4 separate regions of the Mus musculus genome follow, and all the other regions are linked to region 1. Evidence: chromatin contacts called from public HiChIP or PLAC-seq and promoter capture Hi-C data. All regions are on one chromosome and are shown on one strand. Each heading gives the region's core, a stretch centred on a gene start, on an enhancer-like site or on the middle of the called end of the contact. The rest is flanking DNA. Distances are from core to core; before and after follow the strand shown.

What was found. Promoter capture Hi-C pulls out the DNA fragments that hold promoters and counts their contacts. HiChIP or PLAC-seq counts read pairs in DNA pulled down with a chosen protein or histone mark.
Region 2: a contact with region 1 is called in a promoter capture Hi-C map of embryonic stem cells. The contact joins the promoter of Kcp here to the promoter of Prrt4 in region 1. A contact is called at or near these places in 15 of 39 promoter capture datasets (the 3T3-L1 cell line, 3T3-L1-derived adipocytes, the C10 cell line and 6 more), 4 of 484 Hi-C or Micro-C datasets (brown adipocytes, embryonic stem cells and large pre-B cells), 6 of 115 datasets of contacts at active chromatin or transcription factors (craniofacial prominence, embryonic basal ganglia, embryonic forebrain and 3 more) and 3 of 9 other capture datasets (adipose tissue, embryonic stem cells and pancreatic islet).
Region 3: an HNF4G HiChIP or PLAC-seq map of pancreatic cancer cells shows a contact between it and region 1. The contact joins the promoter of Atp6v1f here to the promoter of Prrt4 in region 1. A contact is called at or near these places in 2 of 39 promoter capture datasets (neural stem cells and pre-B cells), 2 of 115 datasets of contacts at active chromatin or transcription factors (memory CD8 T cells and pancreatic cancer cells) and 1 of 9 other capture datasets (liver).
Region 4: an H3K27ac HiChIP or PLAC-seq map of embryonic stem cells shows a contact between it and region 1, with 2.1 times the contacts expected there. The contact joins the enhancer-like site here to the promoter of Prrt4 in region 1. A contact is called at or near these places in 2 of 39 promoter capture datasets (the 3T3-L1 cell line and hippocampal neurons), 1 of 15 datasets of contacts at CTCF or cohesin (pro-B cells), 5 of 484 Hi-C or Micro-C datasets (cerebral cortex, cortical neurons, embryonic fibroblasts and 1 more), 6 of 115 datasets of contacts at active chromatin or transcription factors (bone marrow-derived macrophages, embryonic midbrain, embryonic stem cells and 2 more) and 1 of 9 other capture datasets (adipose tissue).

Annotation. Positions count from the first base shown.
Region 1 is chr6:29,177,804-29,181,025 of GRCm38.p6, reverse strand. Prrt4 (proline-rich transmembrane protein 4) reads left to right here and starts at 1,442. Exons shown (of 5, transcript NM_001101443.1): 1 at 1,442-1,569; 2 at 3,195-3,222.
Region 2 is chr6:29,506,429-29,509,639 of GRCm38.p6, reverse strand. Kcp (kielin/chordin-like protein) reads left to right here and starts at 1,688. Exons shown (of 38, transcript NM_001029985.4): 1 at 1,688-1,783. The coding sequence starts at 1,714. Gm26627 (a long non-coding RNA gene) reads right to left here and starts at 2,468. Exons shown (of 3, transcript XR_868831.3): 1 at 1,689-2,468; 2 at 753-1,201.
Region 3 is chr6:29,465,967-29,469,481 of GRCm38.p6, reverse strand. Atp6v1f (ATPase, H+ transporting, lysosomal V1 subunit F) reads right to left here and starts at 1,699. Exons shown (of 2, transcript NM_025381.2): 1 at 1,508-1,699. The coding sequence starts at 1,665.
Region 4 is chr6:29,544,431-29,547,814 of GRCm38.p6, reverse strand. The region is part of intron 21 of Tnpo3 (transportin 3); the gene reads left to right. Among named protein-coding and RNA genes, the nearest start is that of Irf5, 19 kb to the right of the region's middle. Within about 2 kb of position 2,059, at least 3 of the 459 cell types and tissues checked have an H3K27ac peak or open chromatin away from gene starts, as enhancers often do. A contact at or near this core is called in embryonic stem cells, where this site is marked.

The DNA.
Region 1 (3,222 bases), core at 193-2,692:
ATCTATTGGTGGCATGAGTTCTGTGATCCAAAAATGAGTCTCAGATGCCTTTCTGAATTGCAACACATTGCCTGCTCTTCCCCTGACCAAAATATTATGCTATGTCTCTGCTTTCTGGGGCAGGACTAGCTCACTTTTGTCTACCTGTCTACTGAGGCTGGTTATCAGGTAGCCTGAGCTGGCCTCAAAAATCCCTCCATGGCCAACAACAGCAGTCTTGAACTTGGATCCTTTTGCCTTTACCACCTGAAGGGTGATGCTGGGTTTTTGTCTTCACACCCAGCAAAATGGGCAAGTCTTTTGCAGTTTGGTCTGTCAGCCTTTCTGTCTGTCTGGTTGGTTGGTTGGAGTTGTTTGTTTGTTTGAGAGAGTATCAATTTGTGAGTGTGACTGATCTCAAACTTTCAATCTTTCTGCCTCTGCCTGCCAAGTGACAGAATTAAAGACATTTCCCTCCCTCCCTCTCTCCCTCCCTCCGTGTGTGTGTGTGTGTGTGTGTGTGCGCGCGCGCGCGCGAGCGCCCGCATGTGCGCCCGCACGCACGTTTCTATCAAATTCACCGTTTTGGAAGAAAGAAAACATGAAGGGATTTAGAGACTCCAGACTAACAAACAAGCCACACTTTTTTTTTTTTTTTTTTTTTTTTTTCGAGACAGGGTTTCTCTGTATAACCCTGGCTGTCCTGGAACTCACTTTGTAGACCAGGATGGCCTCGAACTCAGAAATCCGCCTGCCTCAGCCTCCAACAAGCCACACTTAATCCTGTCAGTCAACAATACAGCCTTTAGATAGTGCAGCAGGCTTAGCGACTGCTCAGTACTCTTAGCTAGCAGTGCCATGAGGCTGGCTGGGTGCTCTTTCTTTGTTTCTATGTTCTTCTACCACGTCTTATTGGAGACAAATTGTGATCCACCTCGCACACCAGCTTGTCTCACTATTCTCTCCCACAGATATTTCTGAAGCTGAGTATTTTGGAGAGATTTTAGCAAAAGGAGACGCTATGAATGGGGATTGACATTTGGCAGTTGGCCTGCGAAGAAGCGTAGGAGGCCTTCCTCGGTGGTTGTATGTTTGCAAACCACCAGGTGGTGAAGAAGGCAAGCAGAAAGACTGAGTTCAAGTCTCCGCCAAACTGAGCAATCTTAAGCAATTTGATAAGTTCTGGGGACTTATCTATCTCTAAAATGGGAACACATTTGTTCCCATTGTTGTAAGGGAGAGCAGTAAGTCTTTATCCAGGGTTCAACGGAGTGGATTTTGATTGCTTGGGATACTAACCTATGCCAGACTACTGTTGCATGTGTGCACGTACTTGTGTGCGTGTGAATGTGTGTGTGTGCGCGCGCGCGCCCAGTGCCCTCGCCTGAGGGTGTTTCTCGGGAATGGCGTGCTTGTGGGTGTGTGCGTTGGGCTGTCCTCCGAGCCTGTGGCTGCCAGCGCCAGGCTGAGAACGAGGCACCGACTCTCCCGCAGCTGATTGGCAGCGCTGGGTGAATGAGTGCGCGTGGGGCCGGAGCAGCGAGGTGGCCGTGGCTCCGCGCTGATGTGCGCGCCCGCCTGCCGGCCCGGGTAGGGGCGGACCGCGAACAGCGGGCGGGCTAGGAGGAGGGAGAGGAGGGAGGGCGCGGGAGGCAGCGGGGAGGGCTGCAAGAAGCCCGGCAGCTGCGGGGCCCGGGCGCGGGCGCTGGGCCGGGGAGCCGGGCTCACAGCCAGGAGGCGGCGCCGCGGGGAGGGAGCGGAGTGCGGATCGCGAGCGCAGCCCGGCCGCCCGCCGCCTGCTAAGAGCGCTGCGGGTCGCAGACCCAGCCGGGGACAGACCGGCAGCTGCTGCGATCGCCCGGCAAGCCAAAGGGAATCCGGGGACTCTGAGCTCGAGTCCCGGCTTTGGGCGCAACGGAGAACAGGCTAGACTCGCCGAGCCTTGCCCTGCTGGGGCCCCCTGAGCCAGGGTGCCCCTTCTCCCGGGGGTTGGCCCCGGGGACTCGCCCGAGCGAGAGAAGCAGGTCCGTCGGTCTGGACTGGGGAAGCGGGAGTGTGGTGTGCGCACGCGCGTGTGCTTGTGTGCCTGCGAGGGGTGGGTGTGTAAGGGGCGTGAGATGGGGTTGATAGAAATGATGGTGTGTGGTGTATATGTACAGTGTGTTAGGATTGTGTGTGTTGCTGACTGCATATGCAGAGAGAGAGAGAGAGAGAGAGAGAGAGAGAGAGAGAGAGAGAGAGAGAGAGAGAGAGCGAGCCTACGTAGGAGGGAAAGGGGCGCATCAGGGTGGAGTGTGTATATGTGCAGGAGTGTGTGAAGGGTGCGTGGGTGAGTGTGTCACGGGTGCTAGGTGCGGCTGTGTGTGTGTGTGTGTGTGATGTAAGGGTACTGGGTGCACGTGTGTCCCTGGTTCATTCTCCCTTCCCCCACCAGATGTGTTCTGGGGAGGGGGGTAGCCTTTCTGCAGCTGCTGCCCCTTACCGAGCTTGCCTGCCTGACCTCCTTTCCTACGGAGCCAGAAAGGGTTAATGGTCCCTCCCTCAAAAACTCCTGAGGTCATGGGGAGGGTAGCTGCAGGCCAAACCCCTAGAAAGAGGGGAAAGGCTCCGGAGAGCCTCTGCTAGGCCCGGGACCCTGCTTCGCTGGCTGTATGGCCTTGCAGGTCAGATCACTCAGGCTTGTGACCTGCCCTTTCTGAGGGCCTTGTGCACCAGTGGTTTCTTGCTGGGTCTGGAGGTGGGGATCAGGAGCGAACCGGAAGGGTCTGCATTCTTTACCACTGTATTACTGGGACGATGCTTGATATACAGTGGGCCTCAGTAGATATTTGAGAGATGGGGGGTGGGGGATGGAGAAAGCTGGGTAGAGGGGTGGGTGAGGAGGGAGGGAATCTGCCTCTGGGAGGTTAAGTTGATTCCCTCTGTTCTGGCTCAGGATGAGGCTCCTGCTTGTAGTCAGACTTCTGGTCAGACATCAGGCCCCCTTGTGGGAAGGCTGGGTGTGCATGGCGGTAGTGTGTGCAGGGAAGAGATTTGCCCTGGAGCCTGCAGGTAGTGGAGAGGGGGCTGGCAAGAAGAGTTGCCATGCCTCTTTTAGGCAGAACACGTTGCCTGTGTTCCTGCACCTGCTTCTCTGTGATTAGAGCCATTGCCTGGGGCATCTGATCCGGGAAGAGGCGGGTGGAGGCCTTGACTCCCAGCACTTCTCCCTCTAGGACCCCTGAGCTGCTGAAGAAGTGAGCT
Region 2 (3,211 bases), core at 439-2,938, 330 kb before region 1:
TCTGTCTCTCATTACTTCCGGGTTTGGACAAGAGCTGCTAGTTCCTAGTTCCGTTGGCTTCCATTGGCTCTGGCTTTTCCTTTGCTGAGTGACCCTAGCTCCAAGTCACAGGGGAAAGGTTTAGTCACAGTCTCCCCTCCGCCTGCTGCAAACTGCTTAGCCCCAAGAGGGGCCCTCACATCTGCGAAGAGACCCTGCCCTCTTTTACTCAAGCCTTGACTCCAGAGGGAGACCTTCAGTTCCTGCCCTGCCCCAGCTGGGGAAGGGTGACTTCACATTCCAGGTCTTCAAGGCCAAGGCAGGGACTTCTTTGGCTGGATTTACAGCCCCACCCTCCGTGTCCCTCTGCTGTGAACATGGGGCCCCATCCTGCCTTCCCAGCTGCACAGAGCTGTTTCCCAGTCCTAGGCTCTGGACCATTTTCCTATTTCCTCACTTTGGGCTCCTCCCCTGAAGTAAGCCCAGGGCTTCCTACTCCTGCTGAGCCCTGAGTCCAGACTTTGGAAAAGGAGCCCAGCCAGCCAGAGAAGGGAGGCTGGGCATTTGGCCTGCATCTGGTGTAGATGTGGTCGGTGGGCTCCAGGAGAGAGATGTGGAAGTGAAGAGTGGGTGCTTTTAATCAACACTGACTGTTGTTTGTTCTGAGTTCTTACCATCTGACAACCCCTCCCCTCCCAGTGTGTGTGTGTGTGTGTGTGTGTGTTTGTGTTTCATTTAAGATTTCATTCACATATCCCAGGCTGGTCTCAAACCTGCTCTTGTAGCTTATGGTGGCCTTGAATCCTCCCATCTCCTTGCTTCAACTGGGAAAGCTGGCATTGCGGGTGTATGCCACCACACCAATTTCCATAGCAGGCTTCTTGCAGTTCAGCTCCCTGGATTCTTAATTTAGGTGACTTTGTCTGCTGCTCACTGTACTGTGGATGCTGGTTCCACTGCTTATAAACGGGATAACAGAGGCCCTGCGGGAAGTTAGGGGTTATATATTTAGTTTGGGGGGCTTAGACGGGATTAGGGTGGAGCAAAGGTTGGAAGGGAAACAGGTATACGAGCCCAATAAAACAGAACAAAAGAAAGAAGGAAAGAAAGAGAGAAAGGAAGGAAGGAAGGAAGGAAGCAAGCAAGGACGAGAGAGAACTATGTTAACATACATCACATACGTGCCTGGTGCTGGGGAGGTCAGAGGTGGGCGTTGGATTCCCTGAAATAGAAATTATAGATGATGGTGAGCAGCCACGTGGGTGCTATGAACGGAACTCAAGTCCTCTACAAGAGCAGCAAATGCTCTTAACCACTGAACCATCTCTCCAGCCCCTTGCAGAGGGTTTTCAGTCCAGCTCAGCCTTCTGTTCCCATAAGCCCATGAGGTGGAAGTAAAGTCACTGGGACTGTCACTGGGACCCCCTAGAGGATGAGCAACCCCAAAGGGCAGGGACATGGTTGCTCCTGGTCGCTTACCCCGCACCCAACTTCCTGCAGAGCTTGGAAGACTGCTATGGGTCAGGATCCTCAGGGGAACGGGGTGGGGTGGGGTGGATTGGGGTGGGGTGGGGTGAGAAGCCCTAGGTGCGATAGGGGAGCGGGCACCAAGGGGCGGAGAACCGCGGAGCCCTCCCTGAACAAAGACTGGGTGGGCGGCGGCTTGAGTCTCCGCACCCCGCCTCCCGCAGCGCCGGCTGAGCACAGACCTAAAGCGAGGCGGGTCGAGCGAGCATGGCGGGGGCTCGGGCGGCGTTGCTACCACTGCTCCTGCACCTCGGGAGCCTGGCGCTGGCCGCGCGGGGTGAGTCGGAGCGTCCTGGGTGTGCCCCAACTTATGGCTCAGCCCAGCAGACCGTCGGACCGGGCCAGACCACTTCTCCATCCCCGCCTGGGTTGCGCGTCGCTGGCCGGCCTTGGTGCTCTCTCTCCGTCCTCCCCGTCGGTGGGCGAGCAGGGTGGGGGCAGGGCGGCCAGACAGGGATTGCTGAACTGGGCCGGGTCCTTCTGTGGTCCCTGCCAAGGAGTCCTAAGTAGCGGTGAAGCAGAGGCTGTCCTGGCATCTGAGTATCTGAAGTTAATTATTTGTATTGAGGAGAGGGGGAGGGGAGCGCTCTCTGTGGGAAATGACTTAGTCCTGTCCGGCTTGCACTTATGGTTGGTCTCTGCAAAAGCAGAGTAGGAGGAGGGTAAGGGGAAACCTGAAGACAGTTTCTGGGGAGCAACCAGATTCGTGCCACTTCCAGGACTTTCTGCAGATCTTCCAGGAAAAGGGACTGAGCCTGTCTTCAGCTGGGGATCCAAGAGGACACCCTGAATGGCTCCTCGGCCCCCTCCGTTGTGCCTGCTTAAGCAAAGCGGGAGGAGCTGGTTGGGTGCTGGGGCTTTAAGGGTTGGGTCGCTAGAGGAGGTCACGCTTGGGGTTTCAGATACTGAGACCCCGCCCGCGAGCATCATCCTTGTGGATGGAAGTTGGGCAGGGAGACCATGTCAAGACAGTGCCAATTTCTGGGGACAAGGTGAGAACAGAATGCATGGGATGCTGGTGGTGTGAAGGTAGACCGGCTGGGACCTGTGGTGGGGAGAGCTGTATGGCGGTGGGGTGGAAAGCTGGGCAGTGCTGTGGTGACAGATGAAGTCTTAACTTGCTGCTTGGCGCCTTGTGCTGTGGAGAGAGGACAGACTGCAGTAGGAGACTTTCTCTTCAGCTTCTGTGAAGACAGTGGGATGGGGGTGGGGGTGGGGGAGGCCGTGGATTATGAGACAACTGAGGGAAACCAGAGACTGGTGGGAACTAAGGGATACCGGAGAGTAGCACTGAACCCCAGAGTTGGGGTGGCATTTATTGAGCCCCGGAAATTGGGCTGGAACGTCCTCCTCTTTATGGTGACAGTAGAAAGAAAGGAGCAGGTGACATCCCCCTGCTTCGCAGGCCTAGTGTCCCTGGGAGAAAGACTTTCAGTTACTCCAGCTCTTCCTGATTGAGTTGCCGCTGTGAGAAAGAAAGGCCAGACATCTCCTTCAGCCCCTTTCTTGGTCAGCACTTCTGGGGACCCTTCCACTCCATGATGTCTGTGGCCGGTGCCCTCGCCTCTACCTTCCTGCCTTGAGAGTGGGCATAAGGTGAAGAGAAATGTAGCTGGGCCCCACCCCAGGCCTAAGCTCAGAGGCCAGGGCTTCCTTCCTGGACATAATGTTATCTAGTCCCAGGGACAGGCTGCCCTCTCTGTCT
Region 3 (3,515 bases), core at 450-2,949, 290 kb before region 1:
AATTTTTGAGATAGGGTAAATGAGACCACTGGATGCCTCACATCTATACTGATTAGGGCAGGGGGTGGGCCAGGAGGACATCTGCTGTAAGCCAAAGGCAAGATGGAAAGAGGAAACTCAGCAATGAAGGAATCACCATTTCCAGACAGATACTGTCATTCTGGCCTTCCTCGCATGTGATCACCTCCACACACAGACATGCACACCCATTCAGCTAAGTATTTACTCATTAAAAGTCATTCACTGGGCACCTACTTTGTGTCGAGCATGGAGTAGATTTGGCTTGGTGATTTTAGGACCCCTTCCTGTTGGAAACATGGTAAATCCTTGGAAGTAAGATCTGTCCTCCAGTGGCAATGGAGGTCACTTTACTGGTTTGCTAAGAGATCAGTCTCCCAGGTCAGAGCCTGCCACGCTCCAGGCTGTGGGAACTAGTCTCAGCCAGCATCCCTGGACTGGGCTATTTAGGGGAAACAGGTGAGGGCAGTTTATTCCTGAGATTTGGCATAGTAATTCTAGAAAAGGAATGAGGAAAAAAAATAGAGAGTTGGCACCCTCAATTCTAGTCAACAGTGCACTTTCTGGCTTAAAAGGAATGCCTGCACCCAGTTTTAAAAACTACGACCCAGGGTATGATGTGAAGATCTGAAGTACAAAGTCTTTGGGGAAGGCCATACTTCCCAGATGTTTTGCTTATTGTGCGCAAGACAAATGGAAGCCCCATGGCAGACTGCAGGGAGCTGAATAAACAGAGTGGGTAGTAACTTAGAAGACACAGGTAAAGCTGCTTGTTATCCAAGCCCTGTTACTTGAGTTCAATCCTCAAAGCCCATGGAAAGAAAACTGACTCCACAAGTTGTCTTCTGACCTCCATGTGTGCACACCTACCCACGGACACACACAAACGCCGTAATTAAAAAGAAAGAGTTGACCTGGGTTCTGCCTCCTATGGCTAATGTGCCTGTGCCCTAACCAATTGTCCTTTATTTTTCTCACTAGTAACTGGGAATAACCAGTACCTTACAGGACAATTGTAAGCCTCTAAGATAAATGAAGCGTATACACACACACACACACACACACACACACACACACACGCGCCCACTGTCCGGACCTACGCTGGAGGTGGTTAGTTTTCTTAGTCGAAAAGACTAAGGTTCAGAGAATACGCTACAGAGACCCCGGAAGAGGGCTGAACAAGCCGGTCAGCACTGGCAAGAGGCTCCAGGCGTCCAATTACAGCTGGTGCAGACCATAAGCTCCACTCCCCTCCTAAACTGACACACAATCATGTGATGGGGAAAGTTCGTGGACCTGCGGTAGGCCGGACCCCACTGAGCCCCAAAAGGGAACTTAGATGGCGGAGGCCCCTGCTCAGGGTGGACAGACGACTTCCGGGACCATCCCGGTCCCCATCACCACGTGACACCCAGGTTATCAGGCCACCAATTCTCCCCGTGCTTGTAGCAAGCGGAAGGACCCATTTAGGCCTAACAGGCTACCGTACCTGAAAGTGTCTTCGATCTCATTGATGGTGGTATCCTTCTCCACTACCAGGAAATTAGGGTGGCGGTTCTTGTTTAGCTCCCCTATGCCGCCCAACAGGAAACCAGTCACCGTGTCCTCGTCTCCAATCACCGCGATTAGCTTACCTCTGCCCGCCATCCTGTCCGCCGGGCAGAGCGCTTCCCAAACACCTGTGATGCCCCGCCCCCGCAGAGACCCCGCCCTTCAGTCATGCGCAGTTCCCCGCCTCCCGGGCATGCGCATTTAGCAGGAACTCCGCTTAATCTGCGTACTCTTGCGCCATAGAGGCCAGAAACACAAACCACAGAACTACGTCTCCCAGAAGGCTGAGCGTCACAGGCCTCTCTCTGGCATTCTGTCCTTAATTTCTTCTCTCTTGGAAGAAATGCCTTTTGAACCTAGTGTTATTAGAGACCGAGACTTTAGGGGACATACTTTTTTTTTCTTTCTTTTCAGTGTACGTTAGTTTGGTTTTGGCTTTTTTGAGACAGATGGTTACCTATCTCAGGCCGGACTTGAACTTGCAGTGTAGAAGAGGATAGATCCTATTGCTTCTACTTTCCGAATGCTGGTATTATAGGCCTGCGCCATTACACAAAACAGAACAGTGTGTGCTTGATTTGTTTGACTTAAAAAAAAAAAACATCTTTTTGTTGTTACATTTGTGATTTCGGAGGCAGGTGTAGTGTGGCAGTGGAGCAGGCCACAAGTTTGTGAGGTCATAATACACCCTATGAGAGTCACCTTGAGGTTCATCTGGTCAACCCAGTGCTTTTTTTTTTTTAAAGATAGGTCTCAGGGCTGGAAGATGGCTAGGTGGTTAAGAGCACTGACTGCTCTACTAGAGGTCCTGAGGTCAATTCCCAGCAACCACATGGTGGCTCACAACCATCTGAAGACAGTGTCAGTGTACCCACATATATGAAATAAATAAATCTTATAAAAAGATTTATCCAAATATTAGGATTAGGCCAAACTACCTACCCCCTTTTTTTGGTTTTATTTGGTAGTTTGTTTTTTGAAACCTGCTATATGTAGCCTTTTCTGGCCTGGAACTCAGAATGTAGACTAGGTTGGCCTTGAACTTGCAGCCAGTGGTCCTACTGCATCATCCTCCTGAATGCTGGGACTACAGAAATGCACCACTATTTCCTGTCCATTTGTTTGTTTCAACTCTTGCCTCAGTCTGGGATTACAGACATAGGCTACCATAACTGTCCAAGAACAGGTATTTCCTAGCTGGAAGGTCAAGGTCTGAATCGGTATGATGTACACATGCATGCTAACTATGACATGGCTAACAATTACTGAATATATATTAAATTACCAAAGAAATAGGCAAATGAATGATGACACTATGTAGTGCTGTAGAAACCAAGCAAGGCCTCATGTTAGTTCCTAAATTTAGATAATTGCATAGAAACAATCCTAGCACTTAGGAGGTTTGAAGCAAGAAGATTGGCACAAGCTCAAGGCCAGCTTGGGATATTGTCTTAGGAATGAGAGGGGCACCAGCACATGTGAAGAGGCACTGTGACCAGGGCAACTCTTAGAAAGGTTACATTTAATTGAGGCTGGCTTACAGATTCAGAGGTTCAGTCCATTATCATGGCAGGAAGCATGGCAGCTTGCAAGCAGACGTGGTCCTGGAGGAGCTGAGAGTTCTACATCTCAGTCCAAAGGCAGCCAGAACAAGAGTCTTGATCACATGGGCCAGACATGAGCATATATATGAGACTTCAAAGCCCCACCTCCACAGTGACACCCGTCCTCTAATAAGACCACACCTCCTCCAGTAAGGCCACACCTTCTAATAATGCCACTTCCCGTGGGCAAAACATATTCAGACCACCACAACTATATGTTAAGATTGTCCTGATGGCCCAGTGAGTTATGGCACTTACTACACAGCTCATGACCTGAGTGAACTCTCTAGAACCTACACTGTGGAAGGAGAGAGAAGCAAGTTCTGTAAGTTGTCCTCTGAT
Region 4 (3,384 bases), core at 810-3,309, 370 kb before region 1:
GAATGACTCAGTCTCCCTTTTGGTTTTAAGGTCCTCTAACTCTTGCCTCAACATGCTGTTTTGTTTGCCACCTTAGCAGGGAGGGTGAACTGGTTCAGCTTCATTGTAGCAAGTTTCAGCCTGCTTTTCAAATGGTGTTAGTAATTAATTCCTCAGCTTTTTAAATTGGTCAGATTGAAGAAAGCTGAGTCTAAAAACATAGTAATCTGCCACTAGCTCAGAATAATGAAGACTAGAAGAAATCCTGCCATTATTTCCAACTTTTCCATCTTACTGTGACTGTCTACCATGACATGTGAAAGCTAAAAAAAAAATTGGTGCTGAACATGGAGAGTGTTGATTTTGGAACGAGAGACCAGATGGAGTATCTCGACGCTCAGGTTGTCATTACCTACCAAGACACCAAATAAAAAGATTAAGTCTTGAGGAAGAGTGACCATAAACTTATTTGGGAGAATAATTTGAATTATGGGACTAGAATATAGAAAATGGAACCTAGAAAAATAATAGTAAAATCAGGGACCAGAGACTAGTCAATGCTGCAGTGCTGTGAGAACAGAGATAAGAAAACGGACTAACTTTTAAGATGCTTTTTTGTGGGCTTACCCACCAAGGACATTTAAGTTCAAAATTAGCTGGAGTTCTTGCCACATAGGTCAGTCACTGGTAGGATTGGGGACAAAGGTGGAGGTAATTAGAGACCCAGGCCACTCTTACTGTCATAGTCACTGTTCTGATCAATGAACTCATATAAAGAAAAGCATTTAATTTGGGACTTGCTTACAGTTTCAGAAGGCCCATTATCACGTGGGCCCCATTGGCTTATAACCATATCATAGTGTAAAAAATGCATTCAGTTCAACTTCCGAAGTCCCCATAGTCTTTCACCATCTCTTGACAAGTCTTCATAGACTGCTTACAAGTCCAGAATTTCTTCTGAGACTCGTGGCAGTCTCTTAACTGTAACCCCTCATAAAATCAAGATGAAAAGGCAGATCACATACTTCCAGTATTGAGTGGCACAGGATATGCACTACTGTTCCAGAAGGGAGGAAGAGGAGCACTGTGAGGAGATGCTGGACTAAAACATGACCAAAAAGCAGCTGGGCAAACTCAAATTATTCATCTGCATGTCAGATGTCAAAGCACTCTTCAGATCTCCAGTTCCTTTCAGCTTTGTTGATTGCAAACTCTCCCTCCCCCCTCCTTTCCCCCCCCTCCCCCCCATGATTCCAGGTGTGGACCCTGTTAGCAGTTTTCCTCTGCAGGTATCACCTGACTCTGACATCTCCAATATCTGGGGTCTCCAACACATTCCATGCTTCACCTCCACAGCCTCATGCAGTGGCCTCTCTGGGCCATCATCCAGGGACACTCCTCACAGATGTCCGGCCTCAATGGCTTTTCTTAACTGAGGAGGAAGATTCCACAACCCCATCTTGTATCCTTGAGTCTAAAGCCAGATCCAGCTTTAGACTCAAAAGTGGTGGTTGAAGCTGCCAAGTGTTGCTAGCTGGGGCTGGTAATTGATTCCCTAATTCAAATGCATTTGTATCAGCTTTCTGTTGATGGTTTCCTTCAGTGCTAAAGCTTTTCTTTAATTTCTTTTCCCAGGTTGGAAGCTTAGCTGGGTGGGCTCTTGTCCTGAGGCCACCACTCCCTTTATTCCGTTTAGCATCTGGTTTTTCTTTAAACCTTTTATCTCTTGAGCATTGGACTTCACTCCTTTACACTTCCTGCTGCTCTCTTTTGTCCTCTGCTTAAGGGGGACCACTGATCACCACCCACAGTCAATAGTAATTTTGCTGATAATCCAAAACTCCCCAATTTCATCTCAGGCAGACTTTTTTGGACAAGAGAAGAAAATAGACCCATTCTTAACCAACATATCACAAGAGCATTCTTTAGGCCACTTAATACTCTCCTCCTCTGAAACCTCTTGAGCCCTGCTGTCATAGTCTACATTTCTCTCAACTGTCTTCCACATTCCTGCTACGATGGCCCATTAAGCCCTGCTTAAAGTGTCCAACCAATTTTCGTCTTCTAAGTCCCAGAGTCTTCCATATTCTTCCAACTAAGGTTACACCTATCACAGCAATGCCCCACTCCCTGGTTCTATAGCTGTGAAAAGACACCATGACCAAGACAATTCTTTCTTTCTTTCTTTCTTTCTTTTTTTTTAAGTGTTTACTTGCTGGTTAGTTCATTATCATGGAGAGAATGGCAGCATGTAAGCAGGTATGGTGCTGGAGAATCAGCTGAGAGTTCTACACCCTGATCCATACGCAGAGAGAGTCAAACATGCTGTACTTGGCACGGGCTTTGAAACCTCAGAACCCATCCCCACTGACACCCTTCCTCTAACAAGGCCGCAGCTCTTAATTCTAATCCTTTCAAATAGTGAGCATTCAAGTTTATGAGTCTATAGGGGGCATTCTTGTTCAAACACCACAGGGAGCATAGTAGCATATATACAGGCATGGCCTGGAGCTGAGAACTTTACATCCTGATTCACAGGCAGCAGGGAGAGAAAGCCTGGACCTTGAATGGGATTTTTGAAACCTCAAAATTGCTCGCCCCACCCTCACTCCATAACACACTTCCTCCAACAAGGCCATGCCTCCTAGTCCTTCTAATCCTTTCAAACAGATCCACCCACTGGTGGTTAGGCATTGAACTATATGAGCCTATAGGGGCCAGACTTACTTAAACCACAACACTTAACTTTGCTATTCACCACAGTTCTCTTATATTTGAACCCTATTTACTTACTTACTTACTTTATTTGGGGGTTTGGTTGGTTGGTTGGTTTTGGTTTTTTGAGACAGGGTCTCCCTATGTAGCCATGACTGGGCCTAGGACTTGCTAGCCTCAAACTCATGGAGATCCTCCTGTCTCTGCCTCACACGCATTGGGACTAAGGGCAATCACCACCATGCTCAACAATTTAATTTCAGTGCTCTTTTTCTTACTCTCAAAAAAGAGGATAGAGATAGGGGTATTTGTCCATCTAGGTTTAATTGAAAAGATCTCAAAAGGGGTACAATTTCAAACATGTAGGATATTAGGATAATAAATGATTCATGGGCCTCTTAGTTCTTTGTAATATCACACCATACACCAGCCTGTGCTAGGCTCCTTGCCCTCCATCCTGGCAGTGGGAAAATGAATGGCATGAGCTTGCACACATACTTGGCTGCTTCCTTATTTAGCACATGGTTTACTTTGAAATAGACTCAAAAATGTACCATTATTAGTAAAGCTTGTTAAGTACCAGGGATATAGCTCAGATGGAGGGTATAGTTGATCCATTACATGTTTATGGTGGAGAAAACCTAAAAGAAAATACCCTATCATCAACTCCTGGAATCCCAGTCAAGGTTT